7 separate regions of the Mus musculus genome follow, and all the other regions are linked to region 2. The links are chromatin contacts, called in public promoter capture Hi-C maps. All regions are on one chromosome and are shown on one strand. Each heading gives the region's core, a stretch centred on a gene start, on an enhancer-like site or on the middle of the called end of the contact. The rest is flanking DNA. Distances are from core to core; before and after follow the strand shown. Region 1 holds the start of 5330439K02Rik (a long non-coding RNA gene). Region 2 holds the start of Cers5 (ceramide synthase 5). Region 3 holds the start of Prkag1 (protein kinase, AMP-activated, gamma 1 non-catalytic subunit). Region 4 holds the start of 4930578M01Rik (RIKEN cDNA 4930578M01 gene). Region 5 holds the start of Tuba1c (tubulin, alpha 1C). Region 6 holds the start of Slc4a8 (solute carrier family 4 (anion exchanger), member 8). Region 7 holds the start of Pou6f1 (POU domain, class 6, transcription factor 1).

The links. Promoter capture Hi-C pulls out the DNA fragments that hold promoters and counts their contacts. Capture Hi-C pulls out chosen DNA fragments and counts their contacts.
Region 1: a contact with region 2 is called in a promoter capture Hi-C map of liver, with 3 times the contacts expected there. The contact joins the promoter of 5330439K02Rik here to the promoter of Cers5 in region 2. A contact is called at or near these places in 2 of 39 promoter capture datasets (frontonasal cranial neural crest and pre-B cells) and 1 of 9 other capture datasets (liver).
Region 3: a contact with region 2 is called in a promoter capture Hi-C map of liver, with 2.9 times the contacts expected there. The contact joins the promoter of Prkag1 here to the promoter of Cers5 in region 2. A contact is called at or near these places in 2 of 39 promoter capture datasets (both in liver).
Region 4: a contact with region 2 is called in a promoter capture Hi-C map of liver, with 5 times the contacts expected there. The contact joins the promoter of 4930578M01Rik here to the promoter of Cers5 in region 2. A contact is called at or near these places in 2 of 39 promoter capture datasets (hippocampal neurons and liver).
Region 5: a promoter capture Hi-C map of liver shows a contact between it and region 2, with 4 times the contacts expected there. The contact joins the promoter of Tuba1c here to the promoter of Cers5 in region 2. A contact is called at or near these places in 2 of 39 promoter capture datasets (hippocampal neurons and liver) and 2 of 115 datasets of contacts at active chromatin or transcription factors (memory CD8 T cells and microglia).
Region 6: a contact with region 2 is called in a promoter capture Hi-C map of pre-B cells, with 3 times the contacts expected there. The contact joins the promoter of Slc4a8 here to the promoter of Cers5 in region 2. A contact is called at or near these places in 4 of 39 promoter capture datasets (the C10 cell line, hippocampal neurons, pre-B cells and 1 more).
Region 7: a contact with region 2 is called in a promoter capture Hi-C map of pre-B cells, with 4 times the contacts expected there. The contact joins the promoter of Pou6f1 here to the promoter of Cers5 in region 2. A contact is called at or near these places in 1 of 39 promoter capture datasets (pre-B cells) and 1 of 115 datasets of contacts at active chromatin or transcription factors (microglia).

The regions. Positions count from the first base shown.
Region 1 is chr15:100,466,661-100,470,127 of GRCm38.p6, forward strand. 5330439K02Rik (a long non-coding RNA gene) reads right to left here and starts at 1,707. Exons shown (of 3, transcript XR_001781773.2): 1 at 1,641-1,707. Letmd1 (LETM1 domain containing 1) reads left to right here and starts at 2,351. Exons shown (of 9, transcript NM_134093.3): 1 at 2,351-2,585; 2 at 3,025-3,176. The coding sequence starts at 2,464.
Region 2 is chr15:99,770,607-99,774,197 of GRCm38.p6, forward strand. It overlaps Cers5 (ceramide synthase 5), which reads right to left and starts at 1,909. Exons shown (of 10, transcript NM_028015.2): 1 at 1,577-1,909. The coding sequence starts at 1,773.
Region 3 is chr15:98,829,866-98,833,379 of GRCm38.p6, forward strand. Prkag1 (protein kinase, AMP-activated, gamma 1 non-catalytic subunit) reads right to left here and starts at 1,643. Exons shown (of 12, transcript NM_016781.2): 1 at 1,565-1,643. The coding sequence starts at 1,573. It overlaps Kmt2d (lysine (K)-specific methyltransferase 2D), which reads right to left. Exons shown (of 55, transcript NM_001033276.3): 55 at 1,804-3,514.
Region 4 is chr15:98,984,681-98,988,509 of GRCm38.p6, forward strand. It overlaps 4930578M01Rik (RIKEN cDNA 4930578M01 gene), which reads left to right and starts at 1,285. Exons shown (of 4, transcript NR_045991.1): 1 at 1,285-1,406; 2 at 3,077-3,150; 3 at 3,297-3,465.
Region 5 is chr15:99,028,056-99,031,546 of GRCm38.p6, forward strand. It overlaps Tuba1c (tubulin, alpha 1C), which reads left to right and starts at 1,836. Exons shown (of 4, transcript NM_009448.4): 1 at 1,836-2,369. The coding sequence starts at 2,367.
Region 6 is chr15:100,759,808-100,763,508 of GRCm38.p6, forward strand. It overlaps Slc4a8 (solute carrier family 4 (anion exchanger), member 8), which reads left to right and starts at 1,940. Exons shown (of 25, transcript NM_021530.2): 1 at 1,940-2,167. The coding sequence starts at 2,123. It overlaps Gm52175 (a long non-coding RNA gene), which reads right to left. Exons shown (of 3, transcript XR_003951485.1): 3 at 2,882-3,119.
Region 7 is chr15:100,598,122-100,601,713 of GRCm38.p6, forward strand. It overlaps Pou6f1 (POU domain, class 6, transcription factor 1), which reads right to left and starts at 1,863. Exons shown (of 11, transcript NM_001304965.1): 1 at 1,642-1,863.

The DNA of each region.
Region 1 (3,467 bases), core at 457-2,956, 700 kb after region 2:
TGAAGTCTCTGAGGACCCTGCATCTCAGAGAGCACCCATTGCAGGCCATGAAAAACCGTGGGCCATCTCCAGGAAACTCACTTGCTTCTGACACACAGGCACAAGCATAAGCAAAACGCTCACACACTGAAGCAGATCCAGTTCCACATAGGGAAATAGAGATTTTTCTTTAATAAACTCCCAGGCGATGCCTGTCACTTCATCTCCTTGCATCTTTACTATGGAAAGCCGTGGGCATTCTCACTTTAAAAGCCTCGAATCAGTGAATAGATTCCCAGTGTCTATAAGGCCTCTCAATTGTTCTGACTCCGACAACTAGAGTTTCAGTTCTTCTCCAGGTCAACTCATCTGTGTGCGTACACATTGTTCCAGCCCGAACCCAGCCGGCTCAGCATTGGCCACCACCTCTGCAGCTGTATATTTCCTGTTTGTTTTTTTTTTTCCATTTTTTATTAGGTATTTCGCTCATTTACATTTGCAATGCTATACCAAAAGTCCCCCATAGCCACCCACCCCCTCTCCCCTACCCACCCACTCCCCTTTTATGGCCCTGGCGTTCCCCTGTACTGGGGCATATAAAGTTTGCGTGTCCAATGGGCCTCTCTTTCCAGTGATGGCCGACTAGGCCATCTTTTGATGCATATGCAGCTAGAGTCAAGAGCTCCGGTCCTGTTTGTTTTTAAATGTTTATCTTTGTGCATGTATGTGAGCATTCGTGTGTGGTTCGTCCGAGTGGATGTATAATGAATGCCACACGTCAGTCAGAAGACAACCTGAGATGTCTGTCCTGTCTGCCACTTTGGGAAAGGGTCTTTTCTCAGTCTCTTTTCCCTGCAGGGCGTTCCAGACAAGCTGGCCTCCGAGATTCTGGACATTTTCCTATTTCTACCTCTCACCTTCCCCACTGCAGTGCTGGGATTATAAATGTACGCACTGTGGGCTGGACAGAGAGAGACAGACAGAGACTGAGCTTGTGTGCACACACACTCGTTACCTGTATGTCAGTGGAAGGGGAATGGAAGAAGAAATACTCAGCAGCTATGTGAGGAAATGAATCCGTAGAATCCGTATCACATTTTTTCTTTTTGTAGTTTGTGTACATGTTTGCGCATGCCTGGTGTTGGATATGCACATATCTTTTTTTTTTTTTTTTGGACAGGGTCCCCTCTAACCCTGTAACTTGCTAACTTGGCTAGACTGGCTGGCTAGCAAGTGCCAGGGCTCCTCCTGCCTGGGTCTCAGCTCTAAAGAAGCTCCGGGTTCCCCTGCACAGAGGCCAGGACGTGGGTGTGTTGGGGGTGGGGTGGGGAGGCGGTCATAGGCACAGACCACCGTGCCCAGCTTTTGGCGTTAGAGTCAGGGATTGAACTCAGGTCCTTAAGCTTACTCAGCACTTTACCCAGGACGACCTCCCCCCCCCCGCCCCCCCCCCCACACCCTGGACTACACAAAATGCCCTCCCTTTAGTTTGTTCTCCCAGGCAGTGCCTTTCCATTTCTGTTAGAAAACCGTCTGTGACTGCGCTCGTGTCTCCTGGGAGTTCTATTAGCGAGCCGGAGACACCGTAGTTGAGGGACTTAGAAGCTACCTGAGAACCGAGAGAACCCATCTTTTGGTCATTTTCTATCCTACCTACCTACCTCCTCTTGCAGAGAACAGCTTTGCAACTGTTCAAACCACCAGCCCTCCAAACACGGAGATGTTCTACAGACGTGGGAGCTTTTGCAAACATGCAAACATTTCATCCTTCGATCTTCACAGAATTCTGCAACACAGGTACAACCCACATGAAGTTCACCGAAGTGACCTGTCCAAGGTCCCCCACACTAAACCTGACTGCAGACGCATGGCTTCAGCGTGCTTCACGTCCGTTAAAATGCCTATGGACACAAGAGGGCCGTCGACTCTCGCGGACAGCTGGACGCCTAGAAACCCTTCCGAGTTTCAAGTAGTCATTTCTCCAAAAAATATCCACCGCGCACCTACTCCGTGACAAGGGCGCGTGAGGACCAGAAAGCGAGGGTTGGAAAGGGGTTCTACACCTGCCGCCAGATTGATGGAGGGCGGAGCCCTGCCGGCCGCCGCCACTAGAGGGCGCAGCGCCACCCCGCGCCGCCGCCATCGGGGCCACGACCCCGGGCTCCCACAGAGGTCAAGGGCAGCGCCCGCGGCCCCGAGCCCCCAGGGACCGACGAGGGCACTGGGTTCCTCAAGGAGACGCCGTCCTCGGCTCACGATAGCGACCTCAGGCTGGGCCGGCGCTCGCTCCCTCGGGGAGGCTCGCTTCCGGTCCTGCGCGCGGAAGCGTCGCCGCGTCCAATCCGGGTCCCCGCCCGGGCTCGCCCGGGGGGCGCGGGGCGGCTCGCAGCCGCCTGTCGGCGTGGAGGGGCGGCGCGTGCGTGCTGCGGGGCGCACTCTGACCCGGAGACGACCTCTCTCCGCGCTCCCTCCCCTGCTGTGAAGATGGCGCTGTCCAGGGTGTGCTGGGCTCGGGCTGCTCTGTGGGGTTCGACTGTCGCCCCTGGACCCTTTGTCACCCGGAGGCTGCAGCTGGGCCGCTCTGGCCCTGCGTGGCGAGCCCCTCGGTGAGGGCCCTGGAGAAAGAAGAGCATTTTTGATGTAGAAGCCCTTCCAGCGGCTCAGCCTCCGCCTCTCGGGATCCCCTGCCTTGGGCCCTGGGTTTTGCTTTTCCATGCAGGATTCCCACCGAACGCCCGTCCCTGTCCCTCTCCGTACTCCGTGTCCACCCGATTGTCCCCGCACATCCTGAGCTCATCTTTCAGCTTCCCCTTCCCATCTCTCCATGGCTTCAGCTTGCATTCTCCTGGCCCCGCAGGCTTTGCGCACGCTCCACGCTCACACCTTTCTGCATGATCTGCCCCTCTCATACCAACCCTAACCCTGAGCTTGGGTTTTCAGAAGAGTTCTGGCAATCGCTCTCAGAAACCGTATGTTTACCGAGGGGTCCTACGTACCGAATGGCTTCTACTCCTTCGCAGATAGTCTCTTTGGTCTTCGTTGTAGGTCTTCAAAGCTTCACCTTTCTCCGAAGGCGGACGTGAAGAACTTGATTTCTTACGTGGTGACCAAGACAAGAGCGATTAACGGATCGTACCATCGTTTCTTGGGGCGTCATTTCCCCCGCTTCTATGCCTTATACACAACCTTCATGAAAGGTAAACGCTAACATTGAGAAGCCCGAATCTGCTCTTCTGCGTTAGTCACAGTCAGTGAGATTGCAATGTGCCGGGTCCGCTGCTGCGCTGTGAGTTGGGATGTCTTCTCTTCCGTCAGGGTTTGAGCATGAATTCTTACAAATTGTCACTGCCACCTCTTAAATATCCAGATGGATGTTATGGTAGACAAATCCTGACATCACTCGAGAGAGAGCAGAAGATGTAAATATATTCTCATTTCCTTAGAAATTCCTTGTCCTGCTCAGTGCAGACCAGACCCAGGGATTGTTA
Region 2 (3,591 bases), core at 659-3,158:
ATTCCCATAGGGGAAGGATCCTTTCCAGTGACTCCTCCAGGGAATAGTCTCCAGCCATCTGGGGGAACCCTTTAGAATTGGAATATATACTCTGTGTGTGTGTGTGTGTGTGTGTATGCCGATAGCAGAGGTAAGTCACAAAGCTTGTTATATATCTGTATGAGAAACAAAGACTATTCTTATGACAATGGAAAAGTGTATTGGATTGTCTCTTTTCTTGATAGTTCTTGCATTTCATTTTCAGCCCTCACTATGGAAGAGAATAGCAGGATCCAGTTTTCTCCTAAGCCTGCACCTCCACCTCCACCTCAGGGATACTTAAGATAATGATGGTTATCTTGAAAAACTGTAAATTCTTGGGGGCCCAGAAAAGACTTTGAGTTTCACTTAATCTATTTATTATATATTTACTTTTTGCATCTGAGTGTCTGGCATAGCACTTTTAGAAGAGATAAATAGTATTACTAAATACAGATTAGTGACTAGCTGGATATAAGAAAAAAAACCCTTGTAGACAAATCAAAGAAGTAATCCAAAACAGATACTTCTGAGTAATGGATTATTTTGTCTAACCACATCTCCACACTAGAAAAGGAATTCTGGCATCAGTGTCGTGTTTGTTCTAGATAAGGTTTTTACAGAAGGCGTCTCTGCCTACGAGGAAAGTACTTCCTTGGAGTTTGAGTAAGCTTTATCAAAAACACAGCTATGATTGATCCTCATTACAGATCGCATCAGATCCTTGAAGAACAGTGTCTTTTTGGCAGCAGATAAGACTAGCCCTTTGAAGAACGGGGTGGGGGTGGGGTGGGGGGGATCTTCTGCCCAGAGCATGTAGCTGGGCAAAGTATGTTGTGAATACTACCACCTTAGAAGCTGGTTCACAAAGCTGTTTCCAATAAAGTCTCAGGCTCCATCGCCTTCAAAATGACCACTTCTCCCATCTCAGGCTTCCAAGGCCCGTTCAGCAGTTCCTCTTGACACCTTCCCCAAATGTTGGAAGCCTCAGGCTTCACCACACCCTATCCTAGCCAGACGTCTGCTGTCATACTAACACGTTCACGCGCTAACAAATCAGGGCTTGGGGCCTAACTGATCCTGTTGTTTCAAACCCCAGAAGTAAAGTAACTTTAGCAAACATTACATCTCATGCATCCACCTACGTCGCTCGGAAGCTCTGGCGCTTGCACTGAACCCACAAGCTTCCAGGACCCCAGCTAATTCTGGTTCTCCCAGGCCCTTCCCGTTCCTCTCGCCGGGCACTGCGGGAGCACGACTCACTCTTGGGTTCCTGGAGATTGGGAGGCAGCCTTCGAGAGCTCCATGCGACTCTGTGATCTGCACTTCTGAGGCCCAGCACTCCCCTCGATTCTCTCTCACTCGCCCACACCCTAGACTCGCGCGGTCTGCGCGCACGCAGGCTCCAGGGGCGCGTCGCCGGGCTCCGAGCATCCCCGCCGCGGCCCGGGCTCCCCGGCTCCCCCGCCCCGCCGCCTCGGCTTCCGGCCCTCGGTCTCCGGCCCAGGCGTCCCGCCCCTACCCCCCGCCATCCCCGGCCCCGCGCAGCAACGCTCACCGCTCAAACAGCATCCTCACGGAGAAGATGCACACTGCCAGCGGGAACACCGACAGCACGTGCTGGGCGCGCGGGTAGCCGTAGCCGTCGCCCGGGCCCTCCAGGTCCGCCCAGCTCACGTTCTGAGGCAGCCAGAAGCTCTCGCTCCACAGCCAACCCCACAGGAGGCCCAGGGTTTCCGCTGCTGCAGTCGCCATCTTACGCGCGCCCGGCGGCCACTGCCGCCACAGCCTCGGAGGCAGTCAAGGCAAAAGGAACCCGCTGGGAGGCGGCCCCGAGGCGGGGCCCGGCCTACGGCCACCCTCTTCCGTCCCTGGGTCCTCCCAGCCGCCCAGCCCGCCTCTCCCGCAAGGATGGCCTCCTCCCCGCCCATCCCGCCTTCCCGCCCACTTCTCCGTCGCAGCAGCCCAGGCCCCTCATGTGGGTCCCGGCCTCGCCCCGCGTGCCCATTTCTTCTTGGCCACGCCCACCTGTCCTGGTCACGCCCCTCACCTGCAGCCCGAGCCACGCCCAGTTTCTTTCAGCAGGTTCGACATCACCATGGTCACACCCCTACCTCAGGCTAGTTTCTCCCTTTTGGAAACACTCTTCCTAGTCCAGCAGATTCAAGTTCTTTCTGGCTCCCGGCCCGGCTATACGTTCCTGATCATCACTTACAGTCCCGGTGTCCCAGCCAGCCGGCTGTGCTGTTCATCCTAGTTGATTCCTCCTCCTCCTCCTCCTCCCCCTCCTCCTCCTCCTCCTCCTCCTCCTCCTCCTCATACTCCTCCTCCTACTCCTCCTTCTCCTTTTTTGCACTTCCTTGATCTCCACCCCCCTCCTTGGCTTTAGGCCTTAAAAGTTACCTTCACTTTTTCTCAGAGAAAACACAAGGCTTTGAAATATCTTTACATTAAAAGCCTGTAATTCCAGCCTCCACTGTAATCCCACTTGGGGCTCAGGGTCGTTCTCTGCAAGTTCAGGGCCAAAATGAACTTCATGAGACCTCCCCATCCCACCCCCATTCCCTTTTGAGTGTCTGTGGGAGGTAGTGTTTCACAGCTGACGGCTCCGCACTTGGGTGACCAAAGGGAGAGAATTGTCCCTTCCTTTTAAGACCAGTTTGCATACAGTACAGGACAAAAGGTTCCTCCTCTCCCCTCTTGAGGCAGAAGGTAATGGGGGGAAAAAAAAGCAACAAGGCAAAAGGAAAATAAATGACCGCTAGTTTTAATGACATCTGTCATGTAGCAGTTTATGAAGGAATAAACTGAAGTCCAAAGAGGCAGAATAGTTTGCCCAAAGTCATATAGACCAACAGCTGTAATTAGAAAATAATTAGAGGGGCTGGTGAGATGTCTCAGTGGGTAAGAGCACCCGACTGCTCTTCCGAAGGTCTGGAGTTCAAATCCCAGCAACCACATGGTGGCTCACAACCATCTGTAATGAGATCTGACTCCCTCTTCTGTAGTGTCTGAAGATAGCTACAGTATACTTAGATATAATAAATAAATAAATCTTAAAAAAAAAAGAAAGAAAATACTTAGACTCCAGAACTCTCATTTCCTTATCTTACAAACCACCTCAACTTTATTTTTTTATTTATTTATTGTTTCCAGCCCGCTTGGGCCCAGATCGCTTTGGCCTATTTATTTATTATATGTAAGTACACTGTAGCTATCTTCAGACACCCCCAGAAGAGGGGATCAGATCTCATTACAGATAGTTGTGAGCCACCATGTGGTTGCTGGGATTTGAACTCATGACCTCTGGAAGAATAGTCAGGGCTCTTATCTGCTGAGCCATCTCTCCAGCCCCCCACCTCAACTTTAAATGGTCAGAGCAAACCTTGAACTCTTGTAAATCTACCTAAACAAGGAAACAAACCAGAGACCAGGCAGTTTTCAGAGGACTAAACTGTCCTTCAATTGCCAGAGAGCCCTGAACATTGGTTAAAACTTAGCTACAAGGCTAATAGCCAGGAACTAACTGGGGACAGCGGTGATGGTAATCTCAACTTACGGTCTGAGGACAAC
Region 3 (3,514 bases), core at 393-2,892, 940 kb before region 2:
AATCTCCCACTGGCCCCCTTACTATAAAAGCCCACAGCCCAAGCGAGTGATGGCTCATAGCCACACTGTGCAGACCATCTGAGCTACCTACTGAGACCCTGTCTCAGAGAGAGAGAGAGAGAGAGAGAGAGAGAGAGAGACTTCCAACTTGGTTTTAGCCACCTTTTCTTACACTATCATCAAAATCTAGTTTCAACACTACTGAGCCATGGGCTGAACTCTGCTCCTAGGCTCACTGTAATTTCTCCTTCCTTTAGTCAGGTGTCTGTATCCTAAGGACACCTTTAATCCCAGCACTTGAAGGCAGAGGCAGGCGGATTTCTGAGTTCTGAGGCCAGCCTGGTCTACAGAGTGAGTTCCAGGACAGCTGCCAGGGCTACCCAGAGAAACCCTGTCTCAGGGGAGGGGAAAAAAAAAAAGCCCTAAGGACAGTACTTACTACAGTCTACCTTAACTAACAGCCTTCCCGGTACCTCTCATCTCTGTCTCTCTGTACTCCAGTATATATAAAGCAAAGGGCTAAATTCGTAAATATAGAGAAAAGTTGCTTTAGAACTATATACTCACAGTTCACTTATAATGTAAATAATACATTTACAAGTTAGAAACGTGTTGTTTTAAATTTAATGTAATCAAACTACTTTTGCTGAGAATGCTTTCTCTGTAGAAAAACAAAATCCTTGGTTAGAGGACCACCTGCATACCATTTTACCACTTTATCCTTCCTTCTTTATAAACTAAGTTACACTATTCCTCTGCACACAAAGGGGCGGGGGGGGGGGGAGGGGGAGAGAATTTACTCCAGGCCAAGTAACTGACTCAAAGAAAACGCAATTCTAAGAAGAGCGAACCTGCAAGTATTACATGGATATATGGTGGGGGAAGACAAACCCCAAGCTGCCCTCAGAAGATACTCGGTTAAAAACTACGGAGCAGGAAGTCGATGGGAGGGCCTTCGGAGTGGCAGAGAAAGCTCCTGCGAATGAGGTCGGTCAAACAAGTAAGTAGCAGATAAACCTACCGCATCTGTAAAGAGCCGAGCCGACGGTGCTCGCCAAGAACGAGCTGTCAACACGCATGCACAGCGTCACTGATCAGGACACGACCTAAACTTGTCCAGGGGACACAGTGGCCTCCTGGATTCCTTCCTTCGCGGAAAATTCAATTCTCGGGCTTAGTAAAGGAATGGAACCTCGCAGGATGCCAACAATTGCTTAAGCAATCGCACAAACGGGGTCCTGGAGCTCCCTGCAAGCCGGGCTCGCTCACCTAATACGCGGGATCACAACCCCGCTCTCATGCAAACTTCGGAAAGGACTTGAGGCACTCATGGGCAGGGGGCTCCAAGCTCACAACCCGCTCCCTATCTCTCAGGGTACCGCGGACCCCTGGCGGGCGGGCGGGCGGGCGGGCACGGGTGTGGCCCAGACCTAGGAGAGGCGCCCACCCGAGCAGAGGAAGGGGAGTCCCGGACTCCAGCGCCAAGCCGGGCCGGCCTTCCCCGGCTCCTAGCGGGGGGTCTCCGGCTCCACAGCGCCCCCCGCCGCCCTCCTGCGCCACTCACCGACTCCATTGCTAGCGCCCGCCAGTTCCTCAGCTTGGAAAGCTCCCTGGCGCCAGACCCCGCCCCACATCCGGTGCCGCGCACCACTTCCGCCTACGTCAGACCCCAGCCGCAGGGCGGAAGGCGGGGAACCCACCCTTCCGGCGGTGGCTGAGCCTGGTTTATTGGGTAACCTTCCTCTCCCAGCTCTCCAGGACCTTAAGATCTGGCCAACGGCGAGGGTCATGGGACAGAGGCACTTGTATTTAAAATGTTCTTTTTTTATTTATCGTTTAAAAACAAACTTTGAAGAAGCAAAATCCAAAACTTGCCCTTTGCCTCTCGCAACATAAATTATGTACAGTTCAGAATGATCGCTGATACAAAACATGCCAAGGACAGGGGCGCTGGGGGTGGAGGAAGAGAGAGCGCTTTAAAAAAGGGAACCATTTCATCCGTTGTCACGAAGGACCAACCTTGCTGTACAGGATACACACAACACAAAAGAAAGTTCTTCACGGGTTCACACTTGTCAGCGATTTATTTTTTTTTAAAGGGGGAGGGTCCTGGAGGTGAAGGTAGAAGGTAAAAAGGGAGAAACTGAAAATTGAGTGCAAGTGTAAACCAACCCAAAATACAAACACAGGGGGCGGGGTTGGGGGTGGGATTCTGATGCAATTATACAGGCAGGGTACTTTAAAAAAAAAAAAAAAACCAACAACAACCAAAATTCCAACCTTGTAGCGTGGGTCTGAGTTATAGTTTATATAAAAATTAAAAACTGTATAAGGTTTCTTCACTAAATTCTACAGGACTATCGGATACCTAGCATATGCTTACAAAGTCTGCCCCTTCTCCTTTCCCAGTTCTAGGGCCCAAACCCCAACCAGAGCCTGACTCACAGGAGACCATCTCCCCCACCTAATGCCTAGACCGTTCAGCTCTGTGGCTTTGGGGACAGCAAGCCCAGGTTCCCACTGTCTAGTCTAATTACAATGGTTTCCGTGGGAGTGTGGGGGAGTTGTTATTCTCAAACATTTGCAGCTTGAAACAGTTGAGGAAGCAGCTTTAAAAAAAAAAAAAAGAAAAGAAAAGAAAAAAAAAAGGCCAGAAAAAAAAAAAAAAAAAAAAAAAAAACCCAAAAATCTCCCTACCCCCATCAATCCACAATCCCCCAAATTTAAAACAAAACAAAAACCTAAAATCACAACAGCAACCGCCCTACCCCTCCAGCAGGCCTGCCCATTTGCCACCATCCAGCCCATCTCTACAATCCAGATAATCTGATTCTTGAAAATAGTAATTACAAAATGCCCTCTGCCCACAGCCCCTAGGAGAGAACTGCATAGAAGCGTCATTTCATCCCCTCGCTCCACCAGAGAGGGGTCTGAGGCCTCACACACCCTCTACCCTACCGCTACCCGCAGGAAGAGGTTCGTCTGCAGCACAAGCTTGGGGGGGGAAAGGAAGGGAAAGGAAGATAAGGGCACCATCACCCTCTGGCTCCCCCTGGGGCCAGCTCACTTTGTGCGTTATAACATAGTCCAACTATACAACCCGGGTAAGAATCACCCAGCTTCTCTCTATACCCCCACCTTACAGCAGTCACAGCCAGGGGGTGGGGAGGGGGGGGGAGGAAAGGGCGGTAGGTTGGGTAATGGAGGGGGCCCCCCCACAAGGGGAGCTCCATGTGTCCGCCCCACACCCCCCTACCATTTATAAACTGGTTTTGTAAAAAGAAAATAGATATATTTATATAGAATATATAAAGCACAAAAATTAGTAGTTTTACATTTGCTCTCCCCGGGGGTAGGGGGAGAGGGGAGGGCTCTCACCTCCGGCCGGCTCCCCCATGCCCCACAAGACTATGTACAATCCCATGTATAAATAGATAAATACCCCCCACCCTCCCCGCGCTGACACTAAGCTCCCCACCCCCACATCACCACCCATTCCCACCAGACCAGCAGC
Region 4 (3,829 bases), core at 35-2,534, 790 kb before region 2:
GATAAAGTTAGAGATCAGGTGAAGTGGGAGGGCTGGGGCCCACATGTCCCTGTGGCCTGAGTTATTGTCCATTTATTCTCTCATTTAATCCTCACACCACTCTCTGGAGCCTGTCTCTTTCTAGCCTCTCCTCTTGGTAGATAAGGAAATTAGTCCAACAACACAAAGAAACACAGCCGATACCTCCCCTCCCCCGCCCAGGCTGGTCCAGTTCCGAGAGCCACAATGTGAGAACCTTTTTGGTAGAAGTAAGAAATATTAAATATTGAAAACCATCGAATTCACGATGAGAGGTTAAGCCGACATCTGTCTGTCTCTATGGACACAGACCAGTGGCTTTAGCCTAGTGTGTTCCTGCCACAACCTTTACAGCAAGGGGGTAATCTTTTATTTTCTTTTTCTTTTTTTTAAATGTTTATTAGATTTATTTATTCTGATCTTTTATTTTCTGACAACGTCTCTGCCCCCGCCCAGTTCTTCTTTCTCTTACATACCCATTATGTTAATAAACTATCTTATAAAATGTCACTACTCTGTCACTTTAAGCCAGGCCCCGGTCCAGAGAGCCAATGTTACCAACATTTCTCCTTCGGTCTTCACGGATGTATGTGTATAAGTGTGTCATTTGTTTTGTGTGACTTTTAGAAACAGGAACCGCGCCATGCTGTATTTTCTGTTTGACTTGTCTGTCCTTTTCCTCTCTGTGCCCTGTGGAGCTCCTTTTAAACGTTTCTGCCTCTTCCTCCCAGCTGATGCGGCTAGCATCAGAACCTTTCCCTTGTTTTCACTCAGCTCTTGAAATGACTTCATGGCACAAGCCAACATCTAACTGGGTTTGTATTCACGGGGCGGGTTGAAACAGGCACACGCGTTATGGCTGACTGGAGTGTTACTAACAACACAGAGGAACTAGAGAAGCAGGCGGCCCATAGCAGCACGGTAAGCGCAGAGACCCAGCGCAGGCGCGCTGTGTTCTCACCGTTTATCGTTAGCCCCCTGCCTCCGGGTGGTTAACCCCCACTCTCCAGTCCTTTATTCCTTACACCTGAGGTATTAGTGGCCGACTCACAAAGGCGATGTTGTAAACACGAAGTGAGGTAGCCCAGGGAACGAATCGCAAACCTGGTGTACTGAGCGCTTTCACTTCTGGGATGGTCTTTCAGAGGAAGCACGTCACTGTGGCTCGAGGGAGGGTGGTTAAGGAATGGAGCTATGGGTGTGGTTGGTAGCCTGGAAAGTCCCGGAGGATGGACACGGGGATGCACAGCTGTGACCCAAACCCTTGGGAGACTGAAGAAGCCAGTCTGTCCCACACCGGGAGACTCTGTCCAAAACAAAACAGAAACAACAGTAACAAAACTGGAGAATGCCAGCCGGGAAGACTGTTGATTAGCGGTGTTTCTTGTGTGAGTGAGCTTTGTCACATATAAAATAGGGTGATAGCCAGGGCTATACAGAAAAACCAAAAAAAAAAAAAAAAAGGGTGATAGTGACATCTGGTCTTTTCCAAGTGCAGCCCCCTTTAACCCTCACAGCCGCACCTGTGACGCGGCCTGAGTTTCTTTCTTTCTTTTTTTAATTTATATATTTTATTTATATGAGTACACTGTAGCTGTCTTCAGAAACACCAGGTCCCTTTACAGATGGTTGTGAGCCACCATGTGGTTGCTGGGATTTGAAATCAGGTCCTCTGGAAGAGCAGTCAGTGCTCTCAACCGCTGAGCCATCTCTCCAGCCCCGCAGCCTGAGTTTCTAAATGAGATAATCTATGACTGGAAAGCACTTAGGGTATTTTTGGAGTAAATGATGTTGCGTTATTGTACTGTGCCGATGGTGTGGCCTAAACTTGGCATGAGCTCACATTCGCTGTCTCTTTAATGCTTTTCTTAGTTGCTTTATTTCTTTTGAGACCTTCAAGGATGGGGGTGGGGGTGGGGGTGGGAGCTGTCTTTGAACTCCTGAACCTCCTGCTTCTGCCTCCTGAGTGCTGGGATTACCATCGTGTGCCAGAGCATCTAGCTAATACTCATGAACTCCATGGATATCTGCTGCATGTCTAAAGCCTCGACGTATGTGTGGAAAATATGAAGTGCAAAACAGATCTTGTCCCCAAAAGCGCTTATGATTTTTAAATCGAGGTTCTTTAAAATATGAGGTAACATATTTTGGGAACTTCGAACCCCGAGATTAAAAGCTTTGCTAATGCCCACTGTAGGGGTAGCTGCCATCAACCAACACAAGGCAGAATTATGAATATTCACAATTTGTGAATATTAATATTTTTTTCAAATATTATGAAAAATTTTATCAACTTTTTTTTTTAAACTTACAAACGTAAAGATAAGCCGGTGACATCTGCTTATTTGTTCTAGCTGAGCCTCGAATGTGAAAGGGAGCCTTTGAAGGGTCTCCAGGAGGGCTAACCAGGCTGGTCTCAGGGCTGTCTGAGGGCTGGGGCAGCTGCGGGCAGCCAGTCTCCTGCTGTGTAGCTCTCACAGAAGCACACAAATATTCCATTGTTCTAAACACAATACAAGCGGATACTTAGCGGGCAGATGAAATTTAGTAGGAACCAAAACACACACGAGCAATGAGCAGTACTAGACATGAAACAAGCCTGATTTGGGGGCAGTTTCCAACAAATAAGCCTGTGTTGTTTCTAAAATGTCCGCCTATCCCTCCTGGCTCAGAGAGCTTTCTCTAACCCACAGAACCTGATTTTAGGGTGTGTGTGTGTGAACTCATCCCAACCAGTCCCAAACTGAAATTCCAATTCCACAAGAAGACAACTTCAGCTGTCAAGAGCTGAAGCCACATGTGACTTCTGGTCTGAAAATCAGTCAGACAGCAGATGGGCCAAGTGTTTGTGGAATGTGACAAGGCTCGAGGCCTGAGCCAAGCCCCTTCGCCTTAATTCCAGGCTTAGCTCAGAGAAGAGCAGTTTGGAATGCTTTTCTTTTAAAGGGACAACGTTAAAATATCCTTTTGGTTTTGTGTGTTATTTATGGACTTGAGGCATTAGGGATTGAATTCGGGGAGGCACACACACATTTTTTTCTTCTTGTTTTGTTGACAGGGTTTTTACCTTGTAGCCAGGGTGCCCTGGAACATGACAGCCTCCTCCTTTGGCCACCAGAGTGCTAGGGACAGGTATGTCTCACCATGCCCAAGTCAGATTACTTTTCTAAGAAAACCAACTAGTAAGTAGCGTGAAAAGGGAGTGTTGCTAAGAAAGCCCCTTTTCACGGTGACGAGATTTCTCCTCCTCCTTCCCTTCTCCTTCTCTCCAACCTCAGCCTGCAAGAGCGTTTCTTGGCGTAGCCCTGGCATTCTTGATTCCTGGCCTTTGCCTCCTGACACTGAAGAAATTTCTTAGCAGACAAATGTCTCTGATGGTGTGTGAGAGGTTAAGTCTCTGCTACCTGCGGACTGAGCCAATTCAAGCCAGATTATATTATACTAAAGGCAAGTTTATGAGGGCGAGCTCACTGAGGCCAAGGGAGTTAACATGGGGAGAGAAGGAGGGAGAAAGGGAGAGGGGGAAAGGGGAGGGGGAGAGAGAGAGAAAGAGAGCCCAAAATCTCTGAATTATATAGGAAAGAGCCTCTGGGGGAAGGGCAGCCCAAGCCCTGGGCTGAAGGGTTCAGGGTTGGGGGCAGGGTATGCCAGGTAGGGACTGAGGGATGCTGGCAGAGTCTGGAGGCCAGCTTGCTTTGATGTGTAAAATTTGCAGCTCAGTGCCTTGTCCCTGGGTCTGAAACTGAACAGTGTGTAGTTGGTCGGACACTAGCAACACCACTACTATAAGGCGCTTAGTTAGGTTCATGAA
Region 5 (3,491 bases), core at 586-3,085, 740 kb before region 2:
GGGATTTTTCTCTTTGACTTACAGGAAAACAGAGACACAGCTGGCAGGACACAGGTAAAACAATATTCTAGGAAAGAGAGCTAAGAAGCCCTCTCCGGTTTGGAGGAGCTCAAGAGAAAAGTAGACTAGCTCTGTAGATTGACTCAGAAAGAAATTTATTTTTTTAAAAAGAGATTTATTTATCTAAGTACACTGTAGCTAAAAGAGGTTTATTTATTATTATATCTAAGTACACTGTAGCGGTCTTCAGGCAGCACCAGAAGAGGGCATTAGATCTCATTACAGGTAGTTGAGAGACACCATGTGGCTGCAGGGATTTGAACTCAGGACCTCTAGGAAGATCAGTCAGTGCTCTTAACCACTGAGCCATCTCTCCAGCCCCAGAAAGAAATTTCTAAAGAGCTAGCAGTTTAGTTGTGGAATCAGGCTTGTAAATAGATATTTTGTATGTAGTTAAGAAAAAAAAGAAAAGAAAAGAAAGTTGCCTTGCTGAGCTAGCAGGTCTTTACCATAGTTTAAGCCTCTGGTACTTTATTGGTATAAAGATTAGATAATTTAATCAGTTACAGTTGGTTCTCTCCTTACACTGGATAGGTCCTGGGAGTCAAACTCCCAAGTTCCTCGGGCTTGGTGGCAAATGACCTTACCACTGAGCCATCTTGTCTGCCTGTATTGTACCACTTTTCACAGCCATCCCTGGCATTCTAGTCTTTTCTATTTGAAACAAAGTAGCCTGGATCAAATTTGCCAGTCTTGTCCCCTGCCTGCTGAAATACAGGTATGCATCATCACATTCAAATAAGGGCGGCTTTTTAATTTGTGTGTGTGTGTGTGTGTGTGTGTGTGTGTGTGTGTGTGAGAGAGAGAGAGAGAGAGAGAGAGAGAGAGAGAGATTCTGTGTACGTGCATAGGCCAGAGGTCAATATGTTCCGTCTTCCTCTATGACTCTCCACCTTTTTTTTTTTTTTTTTTTTTTTTTTTTTTGAGACAAGGTTCCTCACTGAACTCTGATACTGCAAGAGCAGCTGGCCTGTGAGCTCCAGGCTCTTCCTGTCTCTCTCTCCTTAGTATGAAGAGGACAAGCAAGCACACCACTCCAGTTCCTTAAACTTTCCCAGGGATCTGTCTATCTCCTCAGCAGGACTGAATGGCACTTCTGAGAAATCTGCTTTGCGGAGTTGTTCAGACAAGTCTGTCTAGTGCAGGGCAGTGGGGCAGGGAAGTCCAACGTCTCCCGCGGTGGAGACACTTGCCTGCTTTGTTTCCCGAACTCTCCTCTCCTCTTGACTGTAAAATGAGGAGAGGAGCCCCCGGGCTCTTGGGCCAGAGAGAATGTGGTACTACAGAGTGAACTCTGCATCCCACAGACGCAGAGAAAGGAATTAGTGTGGATCGCCTGGGTTTAGCTTGAGCACTGCAGCGGGGACCCATCTTGGGGGGCGGGGGGGAGTTACGAGTTCCTCTCATAATGGGCCGAATAATTTTGTGCCTCTTAAGGCTCTTAAGACTCGGAATGTTTGCTTAAAGAGGAGCTGAGGCAGACTCTGCCTTCGAAAATAAAAGGGCGCTCGGGATGCTCTGGCAAATATCCTCAGGACTTGGGGGAAGGGTGGGGAGAAGGGAGGAAGGAGGAGAGGGCTAGCCTTCTAGAAGGCGGGAGTAAAGAGTAAGGTGCTTAGGACCCATTGGAGGCAACTGAGACCTAGGTTAGGAAAGATTGCCTTCAGGGGCTGCAACCCTGGTGATGTTGTAACCGGCTTTGGCTTGAGCTAACTTCAGCTCCACCCCTCCCACTGTGCCGTCAAGTTGACTGGGCGTTTCCATCTTGGCCCCCTGAAGCTGTCGCAGTCACCACCCTGCCGGCAGCCCCGGGTCACCTCTCTGGCTCACTCTTCCGGGCTCCAAGGCCTGGGTGGGGCGACCGAGCCACAAGTGCGGCGGCGATCAGCTGTGAGTCCCCGGTGGCTGAGCCAGGCCGCCCCCCTCTCTACCTGGGACTTTCTTCCGGCCAGAGCTCCACAAAGATCTCGCTGTCCTCCAACTTCCAATCGCCTTCCCCACCTTCTTCCCCGCCCCACCTGGCCCTGGCGTGGACCCTGGGTGTCTCCTCCCCTTCCCACTTCCAGCTCCTTCTACGGAGTTTGATTTGAACTTTCGAACCCGCCAATCATCGGCTTCGCTGCGGCCCGGGGCGGGGTCCGGTGTCCGCCCTCCCGACGCGTGGCCCGGCCAGGGTATATAAGCCCTGTCCTGGAGGCGGACCTTACACAGCTTCTCCCCCGGACTCCTTGGTAGTCTGTTAGTGGGAGATCTTCGTCACCCTTTTTCACTTCCTCAGTTTTCGCGGACCACTTCAAGGACTAAATATGGTGAGTATGGCTTTGGGGTAGCGGCGAGGTCGTCTGAAGGGACCGCGGGAGCTGAGGGCTGCCCGGGAGACGATACCTGCAATAGCCCCACGACGGCCGCCTCCAGTTAGACTGGCTTCTGGCGTTTGGGGTGTGAGAGCCTAGTCCACTAAACTAGTGTCGCTTTGGGCTGGAGGGCTCGTCCCGATCCTCTGTCTCGATCCTCCTGGGAGAGCATCCCGTCTCGGCCGCCGGTCGCTCCCGGAAAGGCAGGGAACTTTCACAATGATCACGAGAGTTTGGAGAAACTCAAAGGTCTCCATTTTCCTCAAATGATGTCGCTCTCCCAGCTGGGATAGCCCAGAGGACCTCGTGCGCTCTGGACAGGACTGAGCAAATACTTCCGGGCACCGTCTCCACGCCCTGTGACTCGCTGCTGAGTCACCTGTGGCCAGTCCCCGGCCCTTCCAGCTGCAGCTGTGCACCTGAGAAGGCGAGCTCCTCCGTAGGAGGGAATAATTGGCGTCAGATCCCCTAAGCCAGCCTAGTTTTTAGTGTTACTTCAACGGCATATTTATATTTAGCCCAGTTAAGAAAAAATGTCCGTAAAAAATTTTTTTTTCAATTTAAAGCTAGAGTAAACTACCAACAGCGGGTTTTTTTCTCTCCCTTCCCCTCTCCCCCCCCTCTCTCTCTCTCCTTCCTTCCTTCCTTCCTTCCTTCCTTCCTTCCTTCCTTCCTTCCTTCGATAAAGGGTTTCTTTGTAGCTCTGGCTGTAATAGAACTCACCCTGTAGACCAGGATGGTCTGGAACTCAGAGCTCTGCCTGCCTCTGCTACCTGAGCTGAGATGAAAGGCAAACCACTTGGCTTGCACTTTGGTTTTTGAGTGTCTTATGCTCATGCCAGTCTTGAAATCATTATGTGGCCAAACATGACCTTCAACTAAAACCAAGATCCTTCTGTCTCCACTACCCAAGAGCTAGGGTTATTCACCTGGTTAACAATGTATTAGTTCAGTTTTCAAGAAAAAAATGGGTGAGGCTATCAAACCCTGGGCTCTGGAGGCAGCGGCAGGAGTATCTTCTGAGTTCTGGTCAGCCAGCACAATGAGACCCGGTCTCAAAAGCAAACAAAGTTACCA
Region 6 (3,701 bases), core at 690-3,189, 990 kb after region 2:
AGGTTCCTTTTATAGATGATCAAAAATAATGATGTGAGTGATGGCTGGAGAGATGGCTCTGGGGTTATGAGCACTGACTGCTCTTCCAGAGGTCCTGAGTTCAAATCCAAGCAACCACACGGTGGCTCACAACCACCTGTAATGGGATCTGATGCCCTCTTCTGGTGTGTGTCTGAAGACAGCGACAGTGTAATCACATACTTAAATCTTATTTAAAAAATGATGTGCATGCATGCACATGCGTGTGTGAGTGTGTACATGTGCACATTTATGTGTGTACTCATGTATAAGTATGCATGTGGAGGCCAGAGTTTGATGGCAGACACCTTCCTCAATAGCTCTCCACTATTGTTGTTGTTGTTGTTGTTGTTGTTGTTGTTGTTGTGTTGTTTCAAGACAGGGTTTCTCTGTGTAGCCCTGGCTGTCCTGGAACTCACTTTGTAGACCAGGCTGCCTCAAACTCAGAAACCCGCCTGTCTCTGCCTCCCAAGTGCTGGGATTAAAGGTGTGTGCCACCACTGCGAGGCTATTTTTTTTTTTTTCTAATGTGCATTGGTGTTCTGCCTGCATCTATGTCTGTGTGCTACATTTATTTCTTGCACCTGAGGAGCTCAGAAGAGATGAAAAAATTCCCTGGGACTGGCATTCTGGATGGTTATGAGCCTCCATGGAGGACCCGGAACCCAACCCAGGTCCTCTAGAACAGCAACAAGTTCCCTTAGCTGCTGAGCTGTCTCTCCAGCACTCTCTGACAGAATCTCCCACCAAGTCTGCAGCTCATCATGGATTGGTTGAGACTGAGGCTGGCTGGCAAGCTCCGGGGACTCTGCCGTCTCTACCTTCCCCAGCACTGAGATCACAAGCTTTTGCCTCCAGACCCAGTTTTCCTAGGTGCTGCGGATTGAACTCTGCTCCTCACACTTATATGGTAAGAACTTTTTAGACCGAGCCATTTCCCCAGCTCCAGAGACATTAAGGCCCAATCTTGTTTCTTATTTTGATTACAGTGTGTACTGATGATATGTGGAGATTGAAAAAAAATATTTTTGTGTGAGATAAGGTCTAACCAGGAAGTCTAGGCAGGCTTGAACTTGCTGCTATCCTGCCTCAGCCTCCTGAGGGCTAGATGAGCCTGCACCACCATAAGGGTTGAACTTTGACATGTACTGGGTCATGCTCCTTTCTGCAGTTTTGGCAGAGGCTGAGATTGATTGCCACGATCCCTTTCCCCTCAATGGCTTGGACTCACCTCCACTCTCAGGAGACAGAAGACAAAGGCCCCTTTCTTTCTCTCAAGCTACGGATGGTTAACCTACTCTGTTTCCTTTTAAACTCAGATCAAGTCGAATGCCTTACTCCTCACTTTCCAACCTCGCCTCAGATCGGTTAGTTCCGCTGCTGAACAATAATTCGTCTTACAGTATGTCTTTTGGACACGTTGAAATCACCCTCAGCTCAACCCCCACTGTCTGCTGTCAGTCTTAGACTGGGGAGACCCGAGTCTCAGCCTCTTTGACTGCTTCCTGTCTGCTGCTCTCTAACGCTCTTCAATCTGGCCACTAACTCAAGGGTTAAAAGTAATTTTAGAAGGCTCTCTCTTCTCATTACTTCCTCCTGCCATCTTGGTTTCGGAGGGAAATTTTCTATTAATTTAAAACCCATCTTCCGAGGAATAAAATCAGAACAGGTAAACCTGACACTTTCCCAAGAGTCAGGTGCAGCTGCAAACAGAGGCAGGGATTTTCAGTTCCTAGCAAGCAGTAGGAAGGACCTCGGAGCCCGGAGGCCCCCTAAGGGGGGAGGCGGTTTCTAAGGCAACCGGCGCGGGGAGGGGGTTGGCTCTCTGGCGCCCTCCTCCCTTCTTCCTGGTAGCCCAGGGTACCGCCGGACAGCGTCCTCCCGTGCTCCGCGCGCTGATTGGCTGCTCGGGGCGCCCTCTGATTGGCTGCTGCGGGCGCCTCGCGGGCTGATGGCTATGAAGGTGGCGCCGGTTGATGGTTGACCGATCCTTGGATCCAGGGTAGGGGTCGCTGCGCGTGCGATCGTCTCACACTGGACTACAGGGCGCGGACTGCTGCAGCTCAACCTGGAACCTACCGGCGAGACCAGGCTCCGCCCGGCCATGCCCGCCGGGAGCAACGAGCCGGACGGCGTCCTCAGCTATCAGGTGGGCCCCGCCTCCCGCTCCTCCCCGGCTCAGCCTCGGTGTTCTGCCCACCGCCCCGCTCCTGCCCCAGCCGGGGTTCCAGGCGTGTCCCCGAGGGCAGGGGGGAGGCCCGCACGGGACGCCAGGGGGCGCTCCGGGTGGCCGGGGAGGGTGACCTTGGGCCGAGCCCGGAGCCGCCGGCACTGCAGCATCCCCTGCGTCGCCGGCTGCCCGGTGTCCCGGAGCAGTGACCTCTGTCCGCGGGTCCCGGTTGGCGGCCCACACCGGCTTCTGGCCTTGCCTAGTTATGCTGTAGGTGGACGAGAGGGAATCCAGGGACCTTGCGCGGGTCTTTGTGTTTTGACTCTGTTTCCTCAGTGACTCAGAGGAAACCTTGCAAAGACCGGGAGGCTGGGAACAGCCCTGAGAATGTAGCCGGCTTTGTGGATCCCTCCGTGCTGCCCAGACAGCTGACAAGTTCTGGGTATGGATGCACATGAACCAGGGGAGCCGTGAGGTGTCAACAGCGCCGACACCACCAGCCTTACCTAGAACAACAGGGGCGGCTAATGTTAGGAAGCATTGGACTAGGTGTGAAGGGTCAGTGGGTACAGGTTCCAACCTGCTTCTCATAGGCTTCGCGATCTGAGTAAGCTACCTGTCTCTTGGAACCTCGGTTTCCCCATCTATTAAAATGGAAATATGTGTACGGTTTACTTCACAAGGCTGTTTTAAGGACTCCGTGAAACACAGTTTATTGTGTGATATCCAGTGAGTAGTAGCTTTTTGAATTCTCACACCGGCTTTCTTGTGAAACCCGATCAGGTGTGGTTACTGCTGTGCCAAGAGGGTTTGAAGGAGGGAAGGGAGCTGAGCCGGAGACTAGTACCGAAGCAGGAAGGGTGGCGGGTCTTGGAAGCAAATGCCATGTTGACATCAGGAGTGGGTTCTGGGAGGAGGCATGGAGAACTTCCTGCATGTGGTGAATGAAGTGGGCATGACACACCCTGCCCCTCTTCCCGGCAAGTAGCCTTTGCTTGCCAGTCACAAAAATAGATCTAAGATCTTGGAAAACCTTTCCCCATCTGATCTTATGACATGCTATGTTATAGTCAACCTTTGTTTGGGAGACAGTGAGCAAAAATAGGCCATGCTCTTGCCTCTTCCAGCTGGTAGAAAAGGAGAATTAGCGTTTTTGTTTGTTTGGTTGGTTGGTTTTTTTGCCTTTGGCGGTTCTGGGGATGGACTGCCTTCTACTTGCTATGCAAAGGCTCTACCACTGAGCCATACCCTGGCTAGAAGTAAGAATTGTGTGTGGATGCCTGTGTGTGTGTGTGTGTGTGTGCCCGAGCACTCATGTGGTGGCTGGCCAGAGTTTGATATCTGGTATTCACCTTATTTATTCATACATGTTCTTACACTGAACATCAGCTGGCCATGAGCCCTTGGGATCAGCCTATGGTGAGGTCCTCTCACCCGCCCCGAATGCTGGTATGCTTTAACACGGGTCCTGGGAGTCTGGATTCAGGTCTTCATGCCAGAACAAACACTCTAC
Region 7 (3,592 bases), core at 613-3,112, 830 kb after region 2:
CTCTTCTTCTTCTTCTTCTTCTTCTTCTTCTTCTTCTTCTTCTTCTTCTTCTTCTTCTTCTCTTCCTCCTCCTCCTTCCCCCTTCTCCTTCCTCTTGACATTTATTACTTAGTGTGTGTGTCTGTGTGTGTGGGGGGCGCACCCGAGTGCCATGGTGCACTCACATAGCTTGTGTTCGAAGAGCAGACAACTTGCAGGAGTTTGTTCTCTACTTCTCAAGGTTCAAGGGCCACACTTAAGAGTGTCAGGCTTGGCAGCCAATGCCTTTACCTGCTGCTGAGCCATCAAACCGCAAGTGCCCCTTTTTGTTTTACATTTATAGAAATGGGTGTTTGGCTTGGGGTTTTGTTTTGTTTGCCTTGAGTTTTTAAGGCCCAGTCTCACTATCAAGCTTTAGTCTTTGATCCTCCGGCTGCAGTTTCACACCTGGCTGCTGGGGTTACAGCTGTGCATCAACAGTTTTACTTTTCTTAGTTGCCAAATAGTTAGTGCCTCTAGGAAGAAACAGAAACCAGCGTGTCTTCTCTGTTTCTCTCTCTCTGGCTTTACCTGATCTGATTTTTTTTTTTTTGTTTTTTTCCGAGTTTGTTTGTCTTGCTCCTTCCAGGACAGGTGGGGCTTTGTCTGAGTGCGGCTCTCGCACACTGATTTTTTTTTATTGAAGTACCATAGAAGGAATGAATGTGATTCTGCTTTACATATGTAAAGAGGCCCCCGAGTCACAGAAATATCCTGCTCACAAACTTCAATCAAAACGGAATACACGCCCAGCATGCCGGTTTGCAGTGTTGACTGTCGTAGATTACCAAAGCGACGGGTATATATGCATGGAACTGGGGGCCCCGCCTTCTATTTTGTGAGCAAGGAATGCCAGGGAGCCAACAGGCTACAGTCTCTGTGTCTGCTAGGAGCTTCCTGTCTTTGGCCTAGGGAAGCTTTTGAGCAGGCTTTCATTTTCTCCTGCCCAGCTGCAGCGACTACTCTGTAAAGGTTTCAGGCTTCCCACCCAAGCCCGAGGAGGCGATCTTAGCGCTGAAGTGGCTTAGAAGCCACTCTGGAGATCCCTCAGCCTTGCCAGGTGCAAATGTCCCGGGAGGAGATAGTGGGCCCGTTTTATGACATTATTAATACTAATACTGTCATTAAATATTTATGAAGTGCTCACGCTCTGATCGACGGTGACCCTCCCACCATTCCCCCATCCTTCCAGTGACAGCGAGGTCTCTGCCCCCCAGAGTCCCACCAGCCCTTTCTCCGGAGTAGCGGTGACAGGTCGCCAGGGAACCCAAGCGTCCCGGGATCCAGGACTCTACGTGCCTCTCCCCGACACCCCGCCCCCCACCAGGGCAGGGCGTCCACCCAAGCGGCCGCCCCTCCTCGAGTGTCCGCGGGGACCGGAGACCAGGGTGCGGCCCGGGGTCTGCGGCCCCAGGTGGGCAGAGCGCGGCCCTCGACTCCCAGAGCTCCAGCCTCCGGGGCCGCAGCCCGCCGCCCCGGCCCCGCGCCTTTTTCTCTCTTTATCATAAATATATAAATTATGCTAATTACGGGCATTGCATATTAACCAAATTCGAAACCTCCCCTGCCCGGCCCCCTCCCCCTCCGTGCAAAGCCCTCCCCGCCCCGGACCCCGCTACTCACCGGAGCCCGAAGCCCAGCCTCCCGCTCCCCGGCTGCCCAGCGGCCACCGGCTAGACACTCATCCCCCAGCCCGGGCCAGGGGGCCGCGGCCGGGGCGGCCGCCCGCAGACAAAGAAGCCGGAGCGGCTCGGCCCGGCTCGCTCGGCCCGGAGCCACTCGGGACCCGCCGCCCCCTGAGCCCCCCGCCGGGGCTGGCAGAGCGGAGCGGCGGTGGGTTGCGGGCCACGCACGGGCCGGGACGCCGGGGGCGGGGGCGGCCAGGTGCAGTCCCCTCCTCGCCCCCTCCTCCCTCCCCCCCTTTCCCTCCTTCTGCTACTTGGATTTTTTTAGCTGCTGCGTCATGAGCATAATTTATGCAAAGCGCTTTGCCGCATGCTGCACCTCCCGCGCCAGCCGCCGGGGGCGGCGGTCAGGAAAAGGAGGGGGGGTCTGGGAAGCTGCGAGCTGCGCGTGGGGGTGGGTAGGAACCCCAGGCCTCGCGGGGACTGGGACCCAGGGCCTGTGGGGCCGCTTGACTCAGCCCCCTTGGAGAGCAGGACTGGAGTCTCGATAGGGGACCCCGTGTCGCCTTCCCTTCAGCCGAGGATTGAGCAGTGACAACCGTGACTCTCTGGTGGTCAACTGCCCTTCTCAACGGCCAACCTCAAGTTCACGTCTGTCCTCTAGGCCGTAAAGGAGAGGGAACTCGGACGTCACTAAGGCTCAGGGTCTCCGGAGCAGCTGTGCACATCCCAGAGGGACCAGGGTCCCGGACGCTCTGCTGAGCTAGCTCGCTTTCCCACCTTCAGGAGGGGCGGGGTCCCACCTGCAGCCTGCGGGCTAGTCAAGCAGCACACGAAGGTGTGAAAAGAAAGGCAAAGTTTGACGCGATGGAGAAAAACAAGCCACTGTTTTGGGGACCGTGATGGTGGGGAGGGTTTGTTATATCTACTGACTTTTGAAGGTAGAGGGAGACTCAGAGGCCGATTAGGGGCCAGGGGAACGAAGGTTTGGGACATAATGGACAAAAGAAGGAAGACCAGGAGAGCGAGAAAGAATGAAGGGAGTCACCAGAGAAGAGCGTTATCAACGCAGCCAAGTGGATTCCCAACAGTGTTTCCCTCTTCGCCCTCACCCCACACCCGTGCTTCCGTGGTCTAGGATGATCTCGGTAGGCCGTGCAGAAGCAGCAATAGGAGAAATGATGAACTGTAGAGCCCTTGCCAGACAGTCCCTTAAACGTCTCCAGTGGAAGCACACACTCAGGAGGAGAGGGGAGCAGCATCGGCTGGGTTTGACCAACAGGTACACTCCAGGCTGCCTGCATCATGCTGGCTACTGGTGCCGCAGAGCTGGGCTGTCCGCTGTTTTCCTGGGGCCATGGAGGAGGCACTGCGGGTGAGACTAACTAAAGGGTCAAGAACCAGAAAGCTTGGGGTTTTATCCCAGCGCGTCCATCCATTTGCGGTCTAGGCAAACGATACAGTTTAGTTTTACAAACAGAGGTAGCCTGAGCCGGGCACCGTCCCACCTGTAGGACCGGCTGCTGGAGAGGCAGCAAACCGAATGAACCTGTGAATTAGGATGCAGCCTGAACAACAAAGTCTCTCTCTCTCTCTCTCTCTCTCTCTCTCTCTCTCTCTCTCACACACACACACACACACACACACACACACACACACCACACAGAGATACATTCCCCCAGACACCCTACACAGCCCCACATATGCTCAGAGACACACCCCACACATTCCCCACGAGCGTACACACACGCAAACACATGCACACCCGCTCATCCTCGAACACACACACATTCACACATATAGGCACACACACAACACATACTGTTAGTGTACTGTCTAAGCTCCACTCCACAGTTATCTGGCAACTGCCAGGTAGGCCTGACCCACTATAAAAGGGGCTGCTTGCCCCCTCCTGCTCTCTTGCTCCTCTCTTGCCCTCTTGCTCCCAC